Linked DNA regions of Mus musculus: all the other regions are linked to region 2. The links are chromatin contacts, called in public Hi-C maps. All regions are on one chromosome and are shown on one strand. Each heading gives the region's core, a stretch centred on a gene start, on an enhancer-like site or on the middle of the called end of the contact. The rest is flanking DNA. Distances are from core to core; before and after follow the strand shown.

Region 1 (4,379 bases), core at 1,666-4,165, 41 kb before region 2:
GGTCTACTGTTCACGCTGGAGTTTAACATTGATAAGCTTAGCAGTGGAGCCTGGAGTGAAAATTTCCAAGGTCTCACATGACAGACACATTCTGAGGAATCCAGGCTCATAAAAAGCGATGGGTACAAGAGTGTCAATGCTGTGGCAGCATGAACTCGGGCAGGGGAGCCTTGTTTCCAAAGGCTGACTCTGACAGCAGTGCTCATGATGCATCATAGATATCAGGGACCAGAGCCAGGGAGCCAGGCTGGAGGATGCTTGCATGCAATGCATGCTGAGGGGATAAAGTCCAGGGACGGGAAATGTGAGACTCAAGTGGCATTATATTGGGATGATGGTCTGTGTTTCCTAGGTCCTCTTCCCTCCCTCTCCTCCTAGGCCCACATTCCATGGCAAGTTCTTGATTGTTAACTAATAAATAATAGGGTCTCACCATCATCCTTCTTTCCCCAGTTCTCATCCTCCTCTCTTCCTTTTCTTCTTCCTCCTCCTCCTCTCTTCTATCTCTATATTCCTGTGTGTATGTGTGTGAGGATATGTGTGTGTGTGTGTGTGTGTGTGTGTGTGTATGATATGTATGTTTGTGTGATATGTGTGTGTGTGTGTGTACCCTGCTGTGAAGAACTAGAACCCATGTCCCTATTCCATGAAGTCAGAGTCGCAAAAGTGTGCATTCCTCAAGTCACTGCCTGAAGGATTCCAAACACTCAGCAGGATTTGCCTGAGTGAAATCTCAGCTTGTCCTTGTTAAGCTATTGATATTGCAAGGTTTGTTACTCAAACACAGCCTAATCTCTTCTCCCCTGAACAAAGATAACCATGTCAGACATGATAACTATGCTCAAGGACTTTGATGACCTAGGGATTTGGAAGGAGGTCTGAAAAATAGGTATGAGGCAGAGCTTGTTAGTGACTTAAGTAATGGGGCAAATGTACTGCTGTTTGGGAAATATCAATTGTGCAGCATGAGGAACACCAGTGTTTTTTTATTAGATGAATATTAGTTCTTTTAATCCTATTCTTACATTAAGTCACCGACAAAACAGAATTTGTCTTAAGCACAGCAGCATGCACAATAACAGCGGTCTTCCTAAAAGGAGAAATCAGAATTTAGTAAGATCTCTACACGGACGTATTGTCCCGAAGAAAGCTCTGTCTTCTAACTCCAGGATAACAGACAGGAGGTAGGGATTTTACAGCAGTGGTTCTCAACCTTCCTAAGGCTGCAACCCTTTAATACAGTTCCTCATGGAGTGGTGACCCCCCAACCATAAAATTATTTTTGTTCCTACATCATAACTGCAATTTTGCTACTGTTCTGAATTGTAATGTAAATATCTGCTATGCATACCTGATCTATGACCCCCAAAGGAACTTTGATGCACAGATTGAGAGCCACTCTTCTAGATTGCAGTGGTAGCTCAGTTATTAAGAACATTTTCTGCTCTTACAGAGGGCCCAGATTTGGTTCCTAGCACCCACATGGTGGCTCACAAAAGCCTGTAGCTCTATTTCTAAGAAGTGCAGCACACTTTCTGTAGGTATTCATACATATAAAATACTTTCTGAAAAAGTAGGCAGAGTGGGGTAAGGCTCTAAGAGACTTCTCAAGTATCAGCAGGCTGGCTAGAGAAGGTCTTGCTACTTAAGCAGACTTCAATTCTGCTAGTTTCTCTTCATCCTACATCAGCCCCATAGATACTTTCAAGGGTTATTCTATGCTACCTCCTGGAAGACATTTTCTCATTCACTATAATTCCCAACTTCCGTGTTTACAGATGCTTCTGCTTCTAGGCTCTCTATAAGAACATAATCACTGCAGGGACAACCCAAGAAGAAGCTTACAGAAGCTTGGTTCCAGTACTACTCAAACACATGGATCAGAATCTTTTCTGATGTCATTTTTTACATGGTCCTCCAGCACAGAGAAGTCAGGTAAATTGAGAATATAGGTGGCAACATGTTGAGCATGCAGAGACTATACATAGTTTCTGTAGGCAAAAGCTGACAGGACTGTGCTCTATGTCATGATGAAGCAAAGTAACTTGTGTGCTTGTTTATTCTTATCCAACTGACCAACTCTGCACAAACTCAGCCTCCGGCTCTAATTGACAAGTAAGAACTCATGTAACACAAAGAGAGAGAGAGAGAGATAGAGAGAGAGAGACAGAGAGAGAGAATGACACATATACATGCAATATATATTGCATATACACTGACATATACACATGTATAAATACATACACACATATACCCCAACACATAGACACTGACACATACACACAATACACACAAAGAGAGACTGACACATATTTTATATATATATATATATATATATATTACACACACACAGGCACTGACAGATATGCATGCATATACATACATATATATTCACATACACTCCAATACAAAGATACACACACACACACACAAATACTCACTCCCCCAGAGAGCCTCTGGACCCAGAAGCATGTTAAAATAATCTCAGATTTTGGCTGCCTTTCATGTAACATGCTGGCCTCATTCTCCTAGGAAGGGTGAGGATAGTGATTATCAATTCTCTTTTGCAAAGTAAAGGTGCCTACCTATAAGATCCCCAGGAAGATCAAAAGAGAAATCTGTGACAATATAGGAGAATAAGCCAAGTCACACACATGGAAAGTGAACTCCTGATCTTCTTTGCTTCAGAACTCAGCCTTAACCAACAAAGCAGATTTAGACAAGGATAACCAGGCAAGACGTGATTATCAAGTTTCATCTGCAAACCACATTTCAGAAGGTATCTTTATTTTAGACTAGGAACTAGCCTAAAATAACTCTTGAAGCCCTGGCGAGAAGCTTCCTTGGGCTGTAGAGCATCGCCAAATACCCACAGGGACTCTATGCTACATTAGGCCACTGGCACCCTCCACAAGGACACCTACAGTTTCTCTACATAGGACACGGATATGAAAATGTCATGCATATATCAAAATATTTAGTAGCAACATGCCACTTTGGATGGCATTTTCCATCTTCTTCGTGGGGGTCTTTTGTGGAGGATAATGAAGGGGTGGAGACTTCATCATGCTAATCCTGATGAGCCAAACCCCCAAATGTACCTCATGTGGTCATGGAAACTATTTGTTTTAATTTAAAATTAATTAAGCTTGAGTCAGAGAGAAAAAAAGGAGTAGCCCTAGAGCTTTAATTGCAGACACTGCGTACAACACAAAGACAGTCATCCCAACGCTCTGGCCTTGAATTTCTGCCATCAAAACCATTAATCAATTCAAAGAGCGAGCGAGAGAGAGCGCTTGCACACTTCACTGCCTGCACTCGGCCCCATCTGCTAAGTGCATCACTGCCAATATGTGGTCCAGAGTGCCAATGGCACGAGGCATGGGGTGGTTCGCACAGAGCATGCAGGATGTCAACGTTCTTCCACCGAAACAATGTGGTGTCATCTGATCTTCAGGAGGAATTGTCTACCTGGACATGAGGCATTAGTTTTAATCCTTGCTTGTCCCTCCCTTGCTGCTTTAAGACATAGGCCACATGACCCCCTTAACACAGGAGAAAGCTTGAGTTTGGGGTTAAAACTTGTAGGCTCAGTGATTATTATTGTGACCTACATCCATATGTATGTTTGTTGAATGTAGAGGGGACAGGGGAAGAGTTCTGGGGAGTGTATCTGGGAGTGGCTAATGGAAGAAAAGGGAAAGTGAAAAGGGATGCAATTTAATTTCCATTAAAATCATCTTTTTAAAGAATTAGTAAATAAAAGATTTGGCAGAATTTAAAAACTAGATTCAAGATGAAAGCATCAAAGGCATGTTGAGAAAAATGAAACCATTGATTATGAGGAAAAATAAAAGCAATGGGTCCAAAAGCATGCAAAGACAAAACTGACATAATGAGCTTTAGAACAATTTTAACTCAGTCCACTTGATCTAGTGACTACAGTAGGAGGTAAAATTGCTAGGCTAATCAGTGGGTTTTAACAAGAGTACCTGGAGGCTCCTTAAGTTCCCAAACATGTAGGCAATATTCAGCCTACTTGACCAATTCCATCAGAATCAGAATGCCATCTGAAATCAGTAATTTATCTTAACCATTCCTGGTAAATCTAACATGGAGACAGGTTTCAGAATTGCTAGCCACTAAATTAAACAAAAGAGTCAGATTCCAGTTTGTAAGAATTATTGCTTCTCTTCTTTGTCCTCTGTGATACTAAAATAAGAACCTATCCCTAAATTGATAAATGGGGTAAAATGATTTACAAAGTATCTTAGTTTCCTTGCTATTGCTGTGATAAAATTACCCAACACATGGAAGGAAAGGGTAATTTGGCTGACAGGCCCACCATTAGTCCACTGTTCCAGGGAAGTTCAGATAGG
Region 2 (3,987 bases), core at 235-2,734:
TAGAAAGTGGAGATGATAAAGGCATGAGAATCTCCCCACTGGTCATAACATAAAAACTGCTCGCTGAATTAGTTCTTTGTGAACAGTTAATACGGGCAGCATTCAATATTAAAAAGCAACCTCTGTACCGGTAGCAGAGATGATACTTGCTCCATGTCTGTGATACCCACAGAAGCTAAGCACGTTGGGATAGCAAAATGACACAGGGCTGAGCCCAGGGTCCTGTGTTCAATCCCAGTACCACAACCACAGACAAAGATGTCACTTAATCCTCAGCATATGCCTATGATGTAATTTCTCTATCATGTCCAATTTTGCAGGTGAGAACATGGAAGCACAGAGAGATGAGTAAGCCGTACAAGGTGATGCAGGGGCTCAATTTAGCAAGGATGAGCCTGCATAGACCTAGAGTCTCTAGAGCTCTGTACAGCTTCCCTACCCTGGTCTATCCCAATGGTCACCAGATTCACTGAGCACAGAGATGCCCCTTAAAAGGAACTGGTGCCTGGTGAAGCATTGAAAGACATACTTGTTCTGCCTAGAAGCTCTTGCTCCTCGTGGCCATATCCTGGAGCCTGGAGCAGGTGACCCCATTTAAGTCTCAGGTCCTTCACCTTGGAAATGTAGATGGCAGTGGGACCTGCAGGCTGGTGACTTGAACGAAAAAACAGGATGGAGCCTTCATTTAAAGGACTTAGAAAGCACCCAATAAATATTATTAATGTGATAAATAGGAGCAACATCAATAAGCCATGAACCAAATGATCTTGGGGTCCTAATACTAGCACTAAAAATGGTTCATTTCTCTTCTGATAAAAAAAAAAAAAAAAAAAAAAAAAGCCCAGAGCAACCAAAACAAGCCATAACGCAGTCATAAACATTAAACCAATTATATCTTTTGTGGGAAAAACAGAAAAGCCATTAGCCCTATTAATTTGTGTGTCATCAGTCATTCTGTCCATTGCAAAGCCGATGTAGTCTAGCATTCTGAGACACCTTGCATAATATAATCACGGTGACTCCGAGAGGTCAAACAGGCACGCTCTGAACGCAGTTTTGTGAAGAGCTCAATAATTCATTTTATAAATTTCAGCTCAAAGCCTACACTGAGGTTAAGAAAATTTGACATTCGATCTGTGAACTTAACGTCAAGCTCGAGAAAAAAAAAGAAAAAAAGAAAAAAACCCCACAACTCTGGGAAGCACATGTTTGTCGATTAAGCAGACGCAGACAGTTACAGGCGTTGCCAAATTGTAAAACAAGACTTGGGTATCACGGAAAATGTTGCTAGTTATTGATTACGTTGACCATTCACTTCCTATTGAGCCACCCAAAAGAACCATTCATTTTCCAGCAGAGCCTGCTCATTTGCAAGATAAAAGAGAGCCAGCTCTGCACATGCCCATAGTGTTCCCCACCACTGGGGGCAGCTTTACATAAGACTGCATTCACTGAAACCGAAGCAACAGTCCGAGCGGCTTACAGAATGACAGTCTGCGGGAGTGAGCTGAGAGTGTGCGCGGAACCCGGCTCTCCTGCCTTCTGGGCTCCAACGCAGCTCCGAGGCTGAACTGGGTGCTCACCACCACGGGTTCGCCGGACTATGGAATACAGATGTGGCAGCACAGGTAGCCCCACGTTGCCTAGAGGAATACATTATGGGTTTTGAGAAGAAATTGTAGGAGCCAGTTTTTTTCTTTTTTTTTTAACACACACACACACACACACACACACACACACACTGTAAAGATGCAAAAACGTAATATCCATGAAGATCCTATTACCTAGGAAGACTCGGATGTTTTGCTGCGAATGCGGTGTTGGGATTTATTTGTTCTTGGAGTGTTCTGCATGGCTGGTAAAGAATAATGTTCCAAAATCGGTCCATCTCCCAAGGGGTCCAATTTTTCTTCCTGGGTGTCAGCGAGCCCTGACTCACTCCACTGCAGCTGACAGGGGCTGTCATGCAGGCGGCCCCTAAGCCAAAGCAAAAGACCTAAGGACGACCTTTGAACAATACAAAGGATGGGTATGTTTTGATATTTTTCTTCTTTCCTTCTTAAGAAAAAAAAATTGAAAAAAAATCCTCTAAGTCTATGTAATAATTCTGCTTTAATTGTTTTAAAGATTATCTTTCTCTGGTCTAAGACTATAAATTCAATTATCAGTGGCTACATTTCCTTGTTTAACTGATAGAAATATGCAATATCCTTCTATTACAAAGATGATGTTTGATGCTAAATGGTATCTAAATGTTTACATTTCTGAATGTGGAAATGAACAGCTAGTTTTGCTTGGTTAAAAAAAATGCATTCGTTTTGGGGGGATAACTTTTCTAAGTTGTTTTTATTTCCAGGTTTCAATGTAATTAGGCTACTGCGAGGATCAGCTGTAGCGGTGGTTCTAGCACCCACTGTCTTACTGACAATGCTTTCTTCTGCTGAACGAGGATGCCCTAAGGGTTGTAGGTGTGAAGGCAAAATGGTATACTGTGAGTCTCAGAAACTGCAGGAGATACCCTCGAGTATATCTGCCGGTTGCTTGGGTTTATCCCTTCGCTACAACAGCCTCCAAAAACTTAAGTATAATCAATTTAAAGGGCTCAATCAGCTCACCTGGCTCTACCTTGACCACAACCACATCAGCAATATCGACGAGAATGCTTTCAATGGGATACGCAGACTCAAAGAGTTGATTCTGAGTTCCAACAGAATCTCCTATTTCCTTAACAACACCTTCAGACCTGTGACCAATTTACGGAACTTGGATCTGTCCTACAATCAGCTCCATTCTCTGGGATCGGAACAGTTCCGGGGCTTGAGGAAGCTGCTTAGTTTACACCTCCGCTCCAACTCACTGAGAACCATCCCGGTGCGGATCTTCCAAGACTGTCGCAACCTGGAACTTCTGGACCTGGGATACAACCGGATCCGAAGTTTAGCCAGGAATGTCTTTGCTGGCATGATCAGACTCAAAGAGCTTCACCTGGAGCACAATCAATTTTCCAAGCTCAACCTGGCCCTGTTCCCAAGGCTGGTGAGCCTTCAGAACTTGTACATGCAGTGGAATAAAATCAGTGTCATAGGGCAAACCATGTCCTGGACCTGGAGTTCCTTACAGAGGCTCGACCTGTCTGGTAATGAGATCGAAGCCTTCAGCGGACCCAGTGTCTTCCAGTGTGTTCCCAATCTGCAACGCCTCAACCTGGATTCCAACAAGCTCACATTTATTGGACAAGAGATTCTGGATTCTTGGATCTCTCTCAATGACATCAGTCTGGCTGGGAATATATGGGAATGCAGCAGGAATATCTGTTCCCTGGTAAACTGGCTGAGAAGTTTTAAAGGTCTGAGAGAGAATACAATCATCTGCGCCAGTCCCAAAGAGCTGCAGGGGGTTAACGTGATCGATGCGGTGAAGAACTACAGCATCTGTGGGAAGAGCACTACCACAGAGAGGTTTGACCTGGCCAGGGCCCTCCCCAAGCCCACATTTAAGCCCAAGCTCCCCAGGCCGAAGCACGAGAGCAAGCCTCCTCTGCCCCCCACGGTGGGAGCTACCGAGCCCAGCCCAGAGACAGATGTGGACACGGAGCACATCTCCTTCCATAAGATCATCGCGGGCAGCGTGGCCCTTTTCCTGTCGGTGCTGGTCATCCTCCTGGTGATGTACGTGTCCTGGAAGCGGTACCCCGCGAGCATGAAGCAGCTGCAGCAGCGCTCCCTCATGCGAAGGCACCGGAAGAAGAAACGGCAATCGCTCAAGCAGATGACTCCAGGCACCCAGGAATTTTATGTAGATTATAAACCCACCAACACGGAGACCAGCGAGATGCTGCTGAACGGAACGGGACCCTGCACCTATAGCAAATCAGGCTCCAGGGAATGTGAGGTATGAACCATTGCGATTAAAAAATAATAATAATAAAGGAAGGAAGGAAGAAAAAAAAGAAAAACACAGCGCGCTCTTAACGGCTGGGAAATAAGG
Region 3 (4,146 bases), core at 1,373-3,872, 50 kb after region 2:
GGTAGAGAGATGGCTTACTGGGTAAGAGTGTTTATCACGCAAGCAAAAGGTTATGGGTTTGGGTCCCATTTCCCAACAACAACAACAAAAACAACAAAAAGGCATAGCTGCACTGGACTCTGAAACTCCAGAGCTATGGAATGGGGATGTGGGACCAGAGACAGAAGATCCCTAAGGCTTGTTGGTTACTAGCCTAGACTCAGGTTCAATGAGAAACCCTAACTCAAGTAAGGTGCAGAGGGGTAGAGTATCACACCTAACAAAAATCCCGTGTTAAGTAAGCATCCGATTAGACACATATTTCTTAAATAGCACTTTTACAATTGAACACTGAAATTTTTAAAAACATATTTACTGATCGAACCATGAAAAGAGAGCATGAAGTTACACCTCGGTAGTAGAATTTGTTTCCACCGGAGGTTTGGAAAGGCTTAAGAGATCAGAATGTGTGTCCTTGTGAGTTGTTGCATGAGTAAGCATTTCACATCTGAACCAGGAAGGCCGACATAAATTACAGGTGAAGGTCAGGATTGGCTGAGCTATTATGGTCAACAGTCTTCCTGTCCCCTCTAGCAAGGAAGACAATAGCTAATTTCATGGCCACTATAGTTCCTGTCTGTTTCTAACAAGTGGGTAAGACAACCAGAACAACAGTTGCATGCCGCCAACCTCGGGGGTGAGGAAATGATTTCTGTCTGCCCACTCTGTTAGTAGCAAGTCACATGGAGAAACCTCTTCCTGGCTCCCATGGAGGAAAGGGAACCCCAGCGTTGTGACAGCTGTCATGGACCCTTGCTGTTTCCCAGAGCTGGCGTCGGAATTGAATGAGAATAAAGCCTATCGGGGCCATCCTACCCACCTGTGACTGAATGAGCCAAATAAATAGCAAAGAGACAGATGGTCCCACCACCGTTAATGAGAACCTCAGAAGCCCACGATTCCGTGGAAAGGGAAATGTTGCCACGTTGGTGTTCACTACAAAGGTGTACCAACAGAACTCTCCAACAGTTTACCTTCAAATGACAACTGTTGTATCTCATGGCGGCCCATTCTCAGAGGGCAGCTTGGGCTCCAGGGGGGTTCCAGACAGCCTTGCATTTTTAACAGCCTTGCTTTGCAGCCGCTCCTTGAACATTGGAATGTACTTCTCAAAATTGATTTCAAGCATCCCTAGTTTTTCTAGCGATACGTTCCGCAGTCGATATAGTGAGTCCCAAAGATGAATCACTATGGTGAATCACATCTATAGGTAGGTGTTTTCTTTCTACCTTCATTTGTATCTCTAATTTCCAATCTGATGAGATTCCCCCCTGCTACAACCCTGCATCTGCTCACCCAGGCACATACTTCATGGATCTGAGTCCTTTTGAATTGCCATTGACCGTATGAATTACGCTCCCTGGCTCCCATTTCTATCTTTTTTTGGCAGCTTGACCTCAATTCCTTTCTTCTCCTCATTTATAGCATAGCTATGCCGCAATTCTGGCCAACTTCCATAGCATAACATTTTCTTCCGGCTGTAGCTAAATTGAACCCTGCAGCTGTTTTAATATGGCATCGGTGGTTAATTTTTGGTACAATGTTGCACATCCTAAAGTGACAGTAATGTCCAGTGCTGGTGCAATATTATGCAAGATTTAAGATAGATGAAAAACATTCAGCTCAGTAAAAAACTGCTGTACCGTGTGTGTGCGGCATGAGCTGCAATAAACAGGGCCCCGTGTGGAGAAATTCCAAGAGCCTCCAGCCACCTAGGCAGTAAGAACACTATTGATCACTCCCGGATGCAGTGTTCTGTAATTCTTACCACTTTCTTGCTCCTGAAGTGGCTACCATCAAAAGAACAAAAAGAAGATGAAATCCACGTGAATATGAGTAAAGTTGTCTATTGGTCTCGGCAATGTGTTCCTAGATGCTGTGATTGCTCTTGGTCACTTTTGACAGTTTGAGAACAGCTCCTTCTATCTTAAGTGAGGGGCCAAGGGGGCTGCATGCACAGTGCTTTAAATAGACAGGAACCCATCGAGAAAGAATAAACCCTTCAATGTTCTGGGGATACACTTCTCTTCCATGATCCCTGAGAAAATAGCTGGATGCAAAGTCACAGAGCCCAGCTCAGTTTATATACGAGTCACCTCCGTTTTTAAGGGTAATGCACGAACATAATTTAGCAGGGGTTGGCAAAGAAACATAAAATATTGTCTTGGGGATGAAAGAGTTAGGCTCTGAATTTTAAAAGGACAAAATAGGAAAATAAAGGTTCACCTTGTGAGGTTATAGGGGAAAAAAAGCAGAATGAGAGAGATCGATGAGAAGATGGGACAGATGGAATAAGACAGGCTGAGGGAAGAAGGAAAAGGTGAGAGAAGGAGGAGGGAGCACATAGATTAAAATGTCAAGTGATTGGTGTAAATGGAGGCTTGCGGCCCCGGGAAGCTGTTCTGAGGTCGTCAGGGACCATGAGGAAGAGGCTGAAGTCCTTCAGCTGACCTGAATGGGAACAGAGACAGAGGGAAAGCATAAGACCCCAGGGAGACGATGCAAGCTACGTCTCAAACAGCCTGTCTGCAGAGGACTGGAGCCTTCCAGCTCCGACTGCGCCCTTGGCTCAGGCAGTGCTAAAGGAAGTGCGCTAATGAGAACAAGGACCTGGTGCCTGGAGCAGCCAACTGCAGAGTTCACCAGTCAGGCCCGGCTTTTTCATTCCATGAATCAATTACAACATGTTATATTGATTTCGCCAGGCCAGCATGACTTAAAAAGTTAATGAGCAAAATATTTTTTTATTATTTTTCAAGACGCTGCAGTGTCTATGGGATCAGCACACTCTGCAGTAAGATAGATACTCTGGCCGCCTCAGACTCCTTTCCAATCCAAGCACCTTCTGAGATCCTCATCTCTGTACTAGACAAGAGTCTGGACCTGGCGGGGTACCCTGGCACATCATGCCAATGAGATCTCTTCCTGGTGACTGAACCAGAGGCGTCCCCGGCTAATGTAGCTGTGTTTAGGCTCCAGTGGGTTTTGTACAGGCCCTTCCAGATGGAAGCAGAGGAAGAGGGGAGGGAGACAGGGTGCGTGGCAGAGCTGCATATGTGAGGGTGGTTCGTGATGAGTGTGCTATAGCTCTCTTCTGAGCTGCAGTTAACATTCATTTCAGACAGTCCCAATAAGCAAGAAAATGCTAAGGGCTCTGTTCTGCAAACCAGGCTCTGGCCCAAAGCAGAAACAACAGCAAAGCATCGCAAGTAGTGGAGCGCATGGGTCGGTGAGCATGACCTACAGCAAGTAATTCTGAGCTTCTGCTTTTCAGGGGAGACCGCAAAGGGGGAAATAGGCGTGAGGGCTTAATAGAGAGTAGTGATGAAGTGCAGATTACATTTTAAATTAGAAATGTCCATAGCAGCATAATGTATGGAAACAATAATGGACCCCTGTATTGGCTGACTTACCGGGTTTAAGCGATGGGACAGATGACTCCATATCAGGATAAGTAGATGGAAGTGATTAACTTCTTGTCTCTGAAAACTCTAGAAAAATACTACGACTGTACCTATAGAATCTCTCTATTTGTTTGCTTGTGGTTGTGTTGTTGTTTGATTGATTGATTGATTGATTGAGATTGAGTTTTCCCATCAAAAATACAGGACCCTTCACTAGACACCACTAAATATGAGCAATTTTTACCTTTGTGTTCCGTAGCTTATCCCATAACTGTCTTGGGCACATCAAGAAAGTGTGTCACTTCCCTTCCTTCAAACACCCTCTGGATTGACTCTTGGACTGGGTTTTAATTAGCTTTCCTTTATTGATAGGCACACATTCCCTGCACATGCCTGAGAATGCTAAATGAATGTTTTCTGTCTCTCTTGGTCCTCTCAAGAAGTAATTTGGAAGCAGAACCTATGCCCTCTAGAGAAACTTGATTTCAGTTCCCTAAGGACAAAATGTATAATGGGAACAGAGGTGCTCTTTGCACATTCCACCTCCCCTGGTGCCCCTGCTCATTCTGGACCAGTCCATCCGACAGGCAGCCCAGGATACACACATCCAGGAACAAGAACTCCTCAGAGGCTGCAATGTTTTCCTATAAACGGATATGAGAAACAGGGTTAAATGATCTTTGAATGATCCATCAGGAAATAG

Evidence for each region. A called contact is a pair of places that touch in the nucleus more often than the background predicts.
Region 1: a Hi-C map of cerebellar granule neurons shows a contact between it and region 2, with 4 times the contacts expected there. The contact joins the enhancer-like site here to the promoter of Lrrtm3 in region 2. A contact is called at or near these places in 1 of 39 promoter capture datasets (hippocampal neurons), 4 of 484 Hi-C or Micro-C datasets (brain, cerebellar granule neurons and cerebellum) and 2 of 9 other capture datasets (adipose tissue and liver).
Region 3: a Hi-C map of cerebral cortex shows a contact between it and region 2, with 5 times the contacts expected there. The contact joins the enhancer-like site here to the promoter of Lrrtm3 in region 2. A contact is called at or near these places in 2 of 484 Hi-C or Micro-C datasets (cerebellum and cerebral cortex), 1 of 115 datasets of contacts at active chromatin or transcription factors (embryonic stem cells) and 2 of 9 other capture datasets (adipose tissue and liver).

The regions. Positions count from the first base shown.
Region 1 is chr10:64,129,502-64,133,880 of GRCm38.p6, reverse strand. All of the region lies in intron 7 of Ctnna3 (catenin (cadherin associated protein), alpha 3), which reads right to left. Among named protein-coding and RNA genes, the nearest start is that of Lrrtm3, 41 kb to the right of the region's middle. Within about 2 kb of position 2,915, at least 9 of the 459 cell types and tissues checked have an H3K27ac peak or open chromatin away from gene starts, as enhancers often do. A contact at or near this core is called in cerebellar granule neurons and cerebellum, where this site is marked.
Region 2 is chr10:64,087,752-64,091,738 of GRCm38.p6, reverse strand. It overlaps Lrrtm3 (leucine rich repeat transmembrane neuronal 3), which reads left to right and starts at 1,484. Exons shown (of 3, transcript NM_178678.4): 1 at 1,484-2,029; 2 at 2,357-3,891. The coding sequence starts at 2,026. All of the region lies in intron 7 of Ctnna3 (catenin (cadherin associated protein), alpha 3), which reads right to left.
Region 3 is chr10:64,038,792-64,042,937 of GRCm38.p6, reverse strand. The region is part of intron 7 of Ctnna3 (catenin (cadherin associated protein), alpha 3); the gene reads right to left. The region is part of intron 2 of Lrrtm3 (leucine rich repeat transmembrane neuronal 3); the gene reads left to right. Among named protein-coding and RNA genes, the nearest start is that of Lrrtm3, 49 kb to the left of the region's middle. Within about 2 kb of position 2,622, at least 35 of the 459 cell types and tissues checked have an H3K27ac peak or open chromatin away from gene starts, as enhancers often do. A contact at or near this core is called in cerebellum and cerebral cortex, where this site is marked.